2 separate regions of the Xenopus laevis genome follow, and region 1 is linked to region 2. Evidence: chromatin contacts called from public Hi-C data. All regions are on one chromosome and are shown on one strand. The core of a region is the stretch at or near the end of the contact, and the rest is flanking DNA. Distances in the headings are between cores, read along the strand shown. Region 1 has its middle 32 kb from the start of LOC108708539. Region 2 holds the start of acvrl1.L (activin receptor type-1).

Region 1 (5,376 bases), core at 2,775-5,274, 210 kb before region 2:
CACTTTTACAATTTACATGAATTATTTTGTGTTTCAACAATATTTAACTTTTTTTTATATGCTGCCAATGCAATGAATTTTGTAAGAAGATTGCCACCTGCTGGTCAGTTCATTTGAAAAAGAGAGACTTTCAGAAGAGATGACCTTTCTCGTGTCCTTCCTGAGCAGACCAACATCAGAAGATGTTTTCCTTCTAAACGTTTCTCTCTGACCATACAGTTACAGGAAGTGACCATACAGTTATAAGTGGCGTTGTTGTTACAGAATTCATTCTATTAGCAGTTACTAAAAAGTTGAATTGCTCTGAAATACAAAAAAATAGTAAATGTAAAATTTCAAACAAATTCCCTTGAGCAATTTTATATGTAAAGTTTAGATATCGTTTAGAAATCGACCTTAAAATGTCTGAACAATTATATGGCTTTCTTGTTTTATTTTTTATGAATTTTGAAAAGGAAATGAGAGATATAACACAGGGCCCATTCATGGGGTGAAAGGTGCAAAGCCCCATTTTTGTACCACAATGCACCTTCTCACCCTGTAGCTCAAAGACACAAATCTTTGCAGTTCATGGATGCAGCCCAAATTTTGCATCTTTGTATGTAATCCAGAGTAGCTGCTGGCACATCATACTAGAGGGCAGCATATGGGTATACAGTACCATGGTACAGCTTTTCTTTATATACTATTCATGACAAGGGACTCCAGAGGCCTGCTCAGGGCATATATTATTTGTAGTGCTACATTGAGTTCCGTGCCCTGTGTTGGACTCATAATCCAACACAGGTGGTTATGGAAAAAAGTACTTTGTTTAGAATTTTCCAAACTAATTGTGGGACACTGTATATCTGCCTGACTATACCCACAATCTACTCATACCCAGCCCTTTACACTTGAAGCCCTCCTGCCCACTACCCTGATAGTGACCCGGATTATGTGAATGAGCTCTATATTTATTAATTAACCCTAAGCTTACACTCTGTAGGCAGAGTAATGAAATAAACTGTGTGAAAATGGTGGTGCCACAGTTCAGAGTAAGCTTTCCCAGCAGGCTTTCAGTATATTGAGTGCACACAGGAGGGCAGTATATTCTCACATTAACCAGAGAGAGGCTTTCGTGTCTGTAGTTTAAACACACTACAGACTTAATAAACAGTCTTAACAGTTTATAAAAAGCCTCTATACACAGTTTATCATTCACATTCATTTTAATGGGTCTTTGCTAGCATAATCATAGACCCAAATACACGCACGCAAATAAACTCACACAAAGAAATGCACACAAGCTCAGGCACATACAGTTGGACTCATTTATAAACAATGGGCACATTTGCACCTTGGCAGTAACCCATAGCAACCAATCTGTAATAATATTTTTCAGCACAGTTAAAACAAATGCACGTGCATATTTGCCCAGTGTTATTGATATTGGTGGACCAAGGTTCTGATTCCCCACTATTATTTTATTATTATTAAAATGCATGTATATAGCGCCAACATATTGCGCAGCGCTGTCCGCATTATTACCCTCCATAACTGGCTCTTTGCTAAGAGATAAACCTGTCTAAGCTTTTATCTCATGAAAACCCCAGCCTAAGAAGATTGCTTTTTCTAGAACTGAAGCCTATTATGGTGTTTATGAATGAAGTCAGACCTGAACTTCTATAGAAATGGCCAGTAAGGGTTACAGCCTGATGGACAGGTATCAGTAGAAGGAGCTGAACCCTGCATTTAACATTTGGAAGTAACTATAAATATGTTTTAGGCTAGTGGGTGGCCTAGCTGTCCATAACAAGTTAGATATTTGATTATACATGATATACATATGATGGCCAAACCTGTTGCCTTATAATTGTTATTGACCTGTGAAGCATGCATAGACTATGGTGTCTATATATAAACATTACTGGTGATGTTGCTCATAGCAACTAATCAGATTGTTGATTTTGTTTTCTAACTGTTGACATCTAAATGCTGATTGGTTGCTCTGGGCAACATCACAGATTTAATTCTCTCCACTTTTTACACAGCATGATAAATAGACCCCTATGTCACACATACAGATTTACACACACACATTGTCAGGCACACGCAAAAACACAAACTCTCACACACACACCTTGCAGGTGTCAGGTACTTACCAGTCTTCTGGGAGATACGGCTCTTCGGCGCAATGCGTTCCAGCGTTGCGTTCCAGTGACGTCACAACGTGTGCGCCGTGACGCCGCCGCAGGAGATTTGCTGGACGCATCGTATTGACGCAGGCGACGGTATTTCTTTCGGCGCAGAGTTTCTCCCAGTGCTCGGACATCGTTTTCCTAGCTGATTTGAGTACGTTTCTCTGATAATTACTAAACTTTGGTTTTGACCCTGTTTCTGCCTGTTTGACTACGCTCCTGCTTAACCCTTGGAACCCTGCTTGTTATATTTGAACTCCTGTTGCCGAACCTGCTTGCTTTGACTACGCTTCTGTGTTAACCCTTTGAGCCCTGCTTGATATATTGAACTCCTGTTGCCAAACCTGCTTGCCTTTTGACTACGCTGCTGTATTAACCCTTGGAACCCTGCCTGTACCTGTTTTCCTGTTGCCGAACTTTTGCCTGTTATCGAATACGCATTCTTGCCTTGACTCTTGTCTACCATCTGAACGTTTATCACCACTGCGACCCAGTTTATCCTACTCGAATACTCTTCAGTCTTCACCCTGGGAACCCTCTTCCTGTGATATTCCATCTATGTGACGCCATCTGCTCAATCTGTGAGTGTAGCAAAGCGGTTATTGTATAACAGTCTGTATGAGTCAGCGCTAAAAGCTAGGAGAAATAAGAATGCAGCATAAAGAGAATCTAAGTGTAGCGGGTTGTTGGTAGTTGTAGTTCCACACAGTAATTCTACTTTAAGGGGCTTGATTACTTGTTACTTCCACCACATGTCTTACTTATAAGTTGGATACTTACAAACGTTTGAAGACTTTTAGGCATTCAAATATAACCAGGGTAGTCTGCTCTGTGGCTGTTCCGTGCTGTCGGAAAATATAGAGCGCAGAAGGTAGTGCAAAACCTTTTTATTAACGTGTAAATAAAAACAATTGTTCCACTCACATTTTAGAAGATTTTTAAGGCGTATCGAATCTCCACTTGGGGAAAATTACTATGCGTGTTATTAGCCTGGTGTCAGCTCCAACCTGCGTTGCTTCCACCCGCTGTAGCTCTCCTAGGCGCTGCATTTTTATTTCTCCTAGCTTTTAGCGCTGACTCATACAGACTGTTATATTGTGATTGCCACCCGAGAAGAAAACGGGATAAACTGAGTCGGAACCAAAGGAGAATTCTGGGAACTGTAGTTTTACCACAAAGCGGTTATTGTGTCATCTGTGCTGATTGTCATTTTGCCAACTACTCTTCCATAATTACCTGCAGTTGACGCTAAGGTGATTGCCGCAACAGTTCCTGTGACGTCCTCCCTACTCTTAACTACTCCAGCAACTAATCCTGCATCTTCCTATATCTCTACAGACACCAGACCTGCTCCTCCACAGACCGGCGCATCCTGCCAGGAATCCCAGGCTCCCATACTACACCTTCACTGATCTCCCTCTGTTACCAGTGGATGGTGTATTGGTAGAGGAGCTGTAAGGGTTGTCTTCCTCCCATCCGTGGTCCCTCCCGGTTCGGTAAGTCTGACAGCAGGACAGATATTATGTTTCTTCCTTCGACTCCCGATGTATACATGCTATTTCAAGTTGGCCCATTAAAATAATTTTTTAAAGTTCTTTTTATCTAAGTAAATGATGTGTAATTTGTATGGGATGTGTAATTTGGATAATGTATATCTGTACTTTAGCCTGGAGCCAGTTTGATGGGTTAGTGTATGTACTAATGGGTACTTTGTGGCCTGGGTAAATACATAGCAGCGTGTATCTCACCAGTGCTGAAACAGGAAGTGCATCTGGGTGGGAACCTCACACAAGGCATTGCACAACATCCCAGAGGAAAGCAGACAGGAAGGGCTGGAAGAGACACATCTTACATGGTTCTAAAGCATGACTCTGTCTGTGTACTCTGCCTTATTCTTCCAACTCAAGCACAGTCTCTCACCCATCCATAGGCTAGCCAGGGCGTACATGCAGATTGTTCTATTAAAGGGGCAATTCACATTTAGTATGCAATAGAATGGCCTATTCCTAGCAAGTTTTCAGTTGGTCTTTAGTTTGTATTATTTATTGCATATTTGCGTTCCTCTTCTGCTTCTTTCCTGACCCTTTTATTGTTGCTTAGTATTACATTCTATTCAATTCCTCTGCTATTTATTTCCCAGGCTATGGTAACATGGCCTGATAAAAAGAATAAAAAATGAAGCCCAACTGCAAATTTTCTCAGAATGTCACTGCCTTCCTCATTCTAAAAGTACAGTAATGTAAAAGGAACAGTAACTCCAAGAAATTAAAGTAATTATCATATAATATACTGGCAGCATGCACTGGAAAAGCTACATGTTTGCTTCAGAAAGACTACTATAGTTTATATAAACAAGCTGCTGTGTGACTATGGAGGCAGCCATTCAAGCTGGAAAAAAGGAGAAAAGTACAGGTTACATAGCACATAACAGATAAGCCCTGTCCAATACAATTGTGTTTTTTCTGTGATGTGCTATGTTACCTGTGCCTTTTTCCAGCTTGGCTACACAGCAGCTGAGTTATTTTAAAGCACTTTCAACTTTTCAAAAGAAAACTACCTGTTGATCTATGAAATGTTTTCTTTGTGGTAGATCCATTGTACCCTGACGCTTTATTGGGAGGAGTTCTTGAAGATGCAAACTAGTGATAAAGTAAAATGACATTAATGTTTAAAAGCAAGACAAGAACATAGGGGAATAGGGGTTTAGTCATTACCCTGCTAGGATGCCTAGTAGGCATAGTGTGTCCTTGGGGGGAAGAAGGGAGCTCTACATTGGCCAGGGGTGTCATGCAATAGAATGGCCTATTCCTAGCAAGTTTTCAGTTGGTCTTTAGTTTTTATTATTTACTGCGTATTTGCCTTCCTCTTCTGCTTCTTTCCTGACCCTGACAGTAAAAAAAAAAAATTTGCTGAGACTACAATTTTATTTTTATTGTTGCTTAGTATTACATTCTATTCAATTCCTTTGCTATTTATTTCCCAGGCTATGGTAACTTGGACTCAAGCTGCTACAATATCAAACTGAGGGTTTAGTCATTCCCCTGCTAGTATGCCTAGTAGGGATAGCATGTCCTTGGGAGAAGAGGGGAGCTCTTCATTGGCCAGGGGTGTCACGCGGGTTAACTAGTCTGTGAGAGGAGATTATACAAGTCAAGGGTCAATGGACTCCATTTGGACTCCACTTGCTGAACAGGGTGGG
Region 2 (4,934 bases), core at 2,342-4,841:
CCGGAAGTTCGCGAACGTCGCGCGACGTTCGCCATTTTGGGTTCGCCATTGTTGGCGCTTTTTTTTGCCCTCTCACCCCAGACCAGCAGGTACATGGCAGCCAATCAGGAAGCTCTCCCCTGGACCACTCCCCTTCCCTATAAAAACCGAAGCCCTGCAGCGTTTTTTCACTCTGCCTGTGTGTGCTGAAGAGATAGTGTAGGGAGAGAGCTGCTGCCTGTTAGTGATTTCAGGGACAGTTGAAAGTTTGCTGGCTAGTAATCGTTTTGATACTGCTCTGTTATTGGAGGGACAGAAGTCTGCAGGGGTTTGAGGGACATTTTAGCTTAGGTAGCTTTGCTGGCTAGTAATCTACCTTCTACTGCAGTGCTCTGTGTGTAGCTGCAGTGGGCAGCTGTCCTGCTTCTGATCTCATCTGCTGACTGCTGCAATAACAGTAGTCCTTGTAAGGACTGCTTTTATTTATTTTTTGTTGTTTTACTACTACTACTACTACTACTATAAGAGCCCAGTGCTATTAGTCTAGCAGTGTTGGGGAGTGGGACTGGTGTGCTAATCTGCTGCTCCTAGTAGTTCAGCAGCACCAACTTTAATTTTTTTTTTTTAATATTCATTTTTTTTTTATTTTACTTTTTTTATTTTACTACCGCTGTAGTAGTGTATAAGTTGACCTTTTAGGCATTATTTGCCCTGTAGGCATTATTTGCACACTGTTTTCTTCAACCCGCCATCTAGCTGTGTGACCTTGTTCACATTCTGTCTAAATATCCATAATATTACCGTCTCCAGAAAAAACACCGGAGTGACTTTTTTCAAGCAGCCATAATATATTTTACGTAATCCGTATCCACCGCTGTAGTAGTGTATACGTTGACCTTGTAGGCATTATTTGCACACTGTTTTCTTCAACCCGCCATCTAGCTGTGTGAGCTTGTTCACATTTTGTCTAAATATTGATAATATTATCGTCTCTAGAAAAACCACTTGAGTTACTTTTTTTCAAGCAGCATTCATATATTTTACGTAATCCGTATCCACCGCTGTAGTAGTGTATACGTTGACCTTGTAGGCATTATTTGCACACTGTTTTCTTCAACCCGCCATCTAGCTGTGTGACCTTGTTCACATTCTGTCTAAATATCCATAATATTACCGTCTCCAGAAAAAACACCGGAGTGACTTTTTTCAAGCAGCCATAATATATTTTACGTAATCCGTATCCACCGCTGTAGTAGTGTATACGTTGACCTTGTAGGCATTATTTGCACACTGTTTTCTTCAACCCGCCATCTAGCTGTGTGAGCTTGTTCACATTTTGTCTAAATATTGATAATATTATCGTCTCTAGAAAAACCACTTGAGTTACTTTTTTTCAAGCAGCATTCATATATTTTACGTAATCCGTATCCACCGCTGTAGTAGTGTATACGTTGACCTTGTAGGCATTATTTGCACACTGTTTTCTTCAACCCGCCATCTAGCTGTGTGACCTTGTTCACATTCTGTCTAAATATCCATAATATTACCGTCTCCAGAAAAAACACCGGAGTGACTTTTTCAAGCAGCCATAATATATTTTACGTAATCCGTATCCACCGCTGTAGTAGTGTATACGTTGACCTTGTAGGCATTGTTTGCCCAGTTTTTTTGGCCGCAGCCACTGAAGCACAGAGGCCAGAAAAAATATGCCATATAAATGCTGAAAATAGTCATTTTTTGCCATACGTTGACTCAACGTATATGGCAAAAAATGACTATTTTCAGCATTTATATGGCATATTTTTTCTGGCAACTGTGCTTCAGTGGCTGCGACCAAAAAAACTGGGCAAACAATGCCTACAAGGTCAACGTATGGCAAAAATGACTATTTTCAGCATTTATATGGCATATTTTTTCTGGCAACTGTGCTTCGGTGGCTGCAACCAAAAAAACTGGGCAAACAATGTCTACAAGGTCAACGTATGGCGAAAAATTACTATTTTCAGCATTTATATGGCATATTTTTTATGGCAACTGTGCTTCAGTGGCTGCGTCCAAAAAAAACTGGGCAAACAATGCCTACAAGGTCAACGTATGGCAGTTGTTTAAAGAGAACAGTAGATTACTAGCCAGCAAAGCTACCTAAGCTAAAAATGTCCTCAAATCCCTGCAGACTTCTGTCCCTCCAATACAGAGCAGTATCAAGCAGATTACTAGCCAGCAAACTTACTATTCATCTGTCCCTGAAATCACTAACAGCTCTCCCCCTACACTATCTCTTCCAAGCACACACAGGCAGATTTTTCAGATACATTTTTGCCCTTGATCCCCCTCTGGCATGCCACTGTCCAGGTCGTTGCACCCTTTAAACAACTTTAAAATCATTTTTCTGGCCAGAAATGTCTTTTCTAGATGTTAAAGTTCGCCTTCCCATTGAAGTCTATGGGGTTCGCGAACCGTTCGCGAACCGCTCGCGTTTTTGCGCAAGTTCGCGAATATGTTCGCGAACTTTTTTTCCGACGTTCGCTACATCCCTAGTTCTAACAAACATTTATCCTGTAAACTTCCAGTTGTTGCTAAATCACAGCTTCAAACATCTTTAAATACCTTAAATACCAAAATGATATTATACATTAAAGTGGAGTCTCATAACAAGAGAAAGTCAAGCTACATAAAAGGTCAATGGCGGCCAGACAAGTAGCTGATTTCCATAGTCTAAGCTATATGTTTGGAATAAAGGTTTTTTAATGCAAAAAAGGTGCTGTATGCTTGTTCTACAAAGCAACAACCATAGGATTGCCCAACTTATTGGTGCTAAACCAACTAACTCTCTAACTTTAGTTAAGGTAAAAATAGCAGCATCCTATAATATCTTTCTGCTGGCAGAGAATGATAAATCCTGTAGCCTAACAATGCTGCGTCAGTATTATATTATACAGTATTACTAACATTGCTAATACATAAAATACCATTTAGAAAATGCAGGGTAACATTTCACAGCCTTCAATTGCCTCTCTTTTTCCACTTTGGCTTACAGTGTGACATTTGATCCCCATTCCCAGAGTAAAGCTGGCAGAACGCTGGCAGTATATTATCTCTCTTATTACCACTCAACACAGGAAAACAGACGACAGATGCAGCGCAGTCAGATAGCTGCCTTTATCAAGACGTGTGTTCTATGCTCAGATCTATAATGTAGGTCGCGGAAAAGAAAGGAGGAAAGTCTGGAGTCTTGAACTTTACCTGAATGGGTTTTCAGGTGACACAGGAGCAGCTGGCGCTGAGATGCAGTTCATGAAATAAACCTTCCAGATTTTCTTGTTCAAGTCCAGTCTGTGTTCCCTTCACATCAGCCCCTTCTCTCAGCTGGATGGAACTTTTTCTAACTGCCTGCTCATGGTTTTGATTATAAGAAAACTATGCACTCTCCCGTCATGGCTCTTTTAATGTCTTTAGTTTCCTCTCTCTAAAAACAGCCTTTTTTTCTGGCTAGCAATCCCAGAACTTCCTGTTGTTTTTTTTTTTGTTAAATACAGGATGCAACACATGACACAGTTCCCTTCTCAGAACCCAGCCACCGATGTGAAAGCTCAAACGAAATGGATTAATGAATATTGACAAAAAGGTCCCATAGCTTTCATGTGAACGATTAGTTACAGCAACCATCTTGCATGTATGAGGCTCTGTTTACTTTCACAGAACCTAAAATATAGTTTTAATCTTTGAGGATGAACATTAACAGTGATGCTCTGGTCCTGTGGGAAATATGCTTTGCAGTTTCTCCCAGCTAATACTCTCCACCCAAAATAATTGTAAATGTTCTTAAAAAGGTTAAAAATTGTGAAAAACAATGTCAAACACATAAAAGCAGCACAATACTTACTTTGTAGAGGTAAACCTTTAGGAAATTGTGGAACTCAGTTACAAATTATTTATTATAAGACAAAGAAAAATTGGATTGTGAACCCTACAGACATATAGGAAAAAAGCTGGTAGGGGAGGGCCACTCTTTAAGAGATTTTTAAGAATTTCTCACAAAAAAACCTGCACCGCAGTTGTTGAATTGTTATGTTTACTGGTATAAAGTTCAGCAATGTTGTCTTACAAAAATGATCGACAAGTCAAGAAGCAATTTTTGATCCGGTGCATTGTATCATCAACGAAAATTTAACCAGGTGTTCCATAAATTCAATAATGGAAATATATGGACAAACCTTAGTAATGTAAAATTAATTGAACAAAATGTTAATAAAAATAAAGGAAAAAAGGTTGGTGTATTATGTGTCAGGCATAAGGAGGGATGGGGGAACTGGTGTCTCTAAACAGAGACAGATATTATAATTTCCTTTCAATCTGTGGAATCGGGTATTTTTGTGTAGTAAGAAATACAAACTTGCCTATCATTCCACCAGTTGTAAAATAAGGGCTGACAATGTTGGTCTGTAAAATGATTGAAGTCTTTGGTTGCAGTCAGATAAAGAGTGCCATATGTATTAATTGCTGTTCATCATGTCACAAACCTTAGCGCCGGCAGGCGCATCTATCCTCTGCTGCGCCTGAACAAAGATGGCGCCCATAGCCACCACGTGGGCAGCAGCGGCGCTGGCACGGTGACACTGGCATCAGGACGCCGGCATCAGGACGCCGGCGTGATGACATCATGTGGCCCGGCGCCAAATACAAAATAAAAGGACACCCAGGATGCCGGTTCAATGGCCGTGTATAGGTTCTGTTTGTTATGTTCCTGGGTGCTCTATATTTCTGTTTGGATTGGTTACTGGATTCTGATATTGCCTGGACTTTGACCTTGATTTGTTCTGCCTGCCTTTGAACTCTTGACTGGATTTGGATCACGACTTTGCCTGAACCCTTTTGTACTGCGTTCTTGGACTTTACCCCTAAAGCTTCCTCCTTGGTCCTGACTACTCCCCGCTGGGAGCCGATAGGCCCCCTTG

Evidence for each region. A called contact is a pair of places that touch in the nucleus more often than the background predicts.
Region 1: a contact with region 2 is called in a Hi-C map of the XL177 cell line, with 4 times the contacts expected there. The contact joins the enhancer-like site here to the promoter of acvrl1.L in region 2. A contact is called at or near these places in 2 of 4 Hi-C or Micro-C datasets (the XL177 cell line and the XTC cell line).

The regions. Positions count from the first base shown.
Region 1 is chr2L:141,788,014-141,793,389 of Xenopus_laevis_v10.1, reverse strand. No RefSeq gene overlaps it. Among protein-coding and RNA genes, the nearest start is that of LOC108708539, 32 kb to the right of the region's middle. Within about 2 kb of position 4,024, at least 1 of the 7 cell types and tissues checked has an H3K27ac peak or open chromatin away from gene starts, as enhancers often do.
Region 2 is chr2L:141,578,764-141,583,697 of Xenopus_laevis_v10.1, reverse strand. acvrl1.L (activin receptor type-1) reads right to left here and starts at 3,591. Exons shown (of 11, transcript XM_018247346.2): 1 at 3,223-3,591.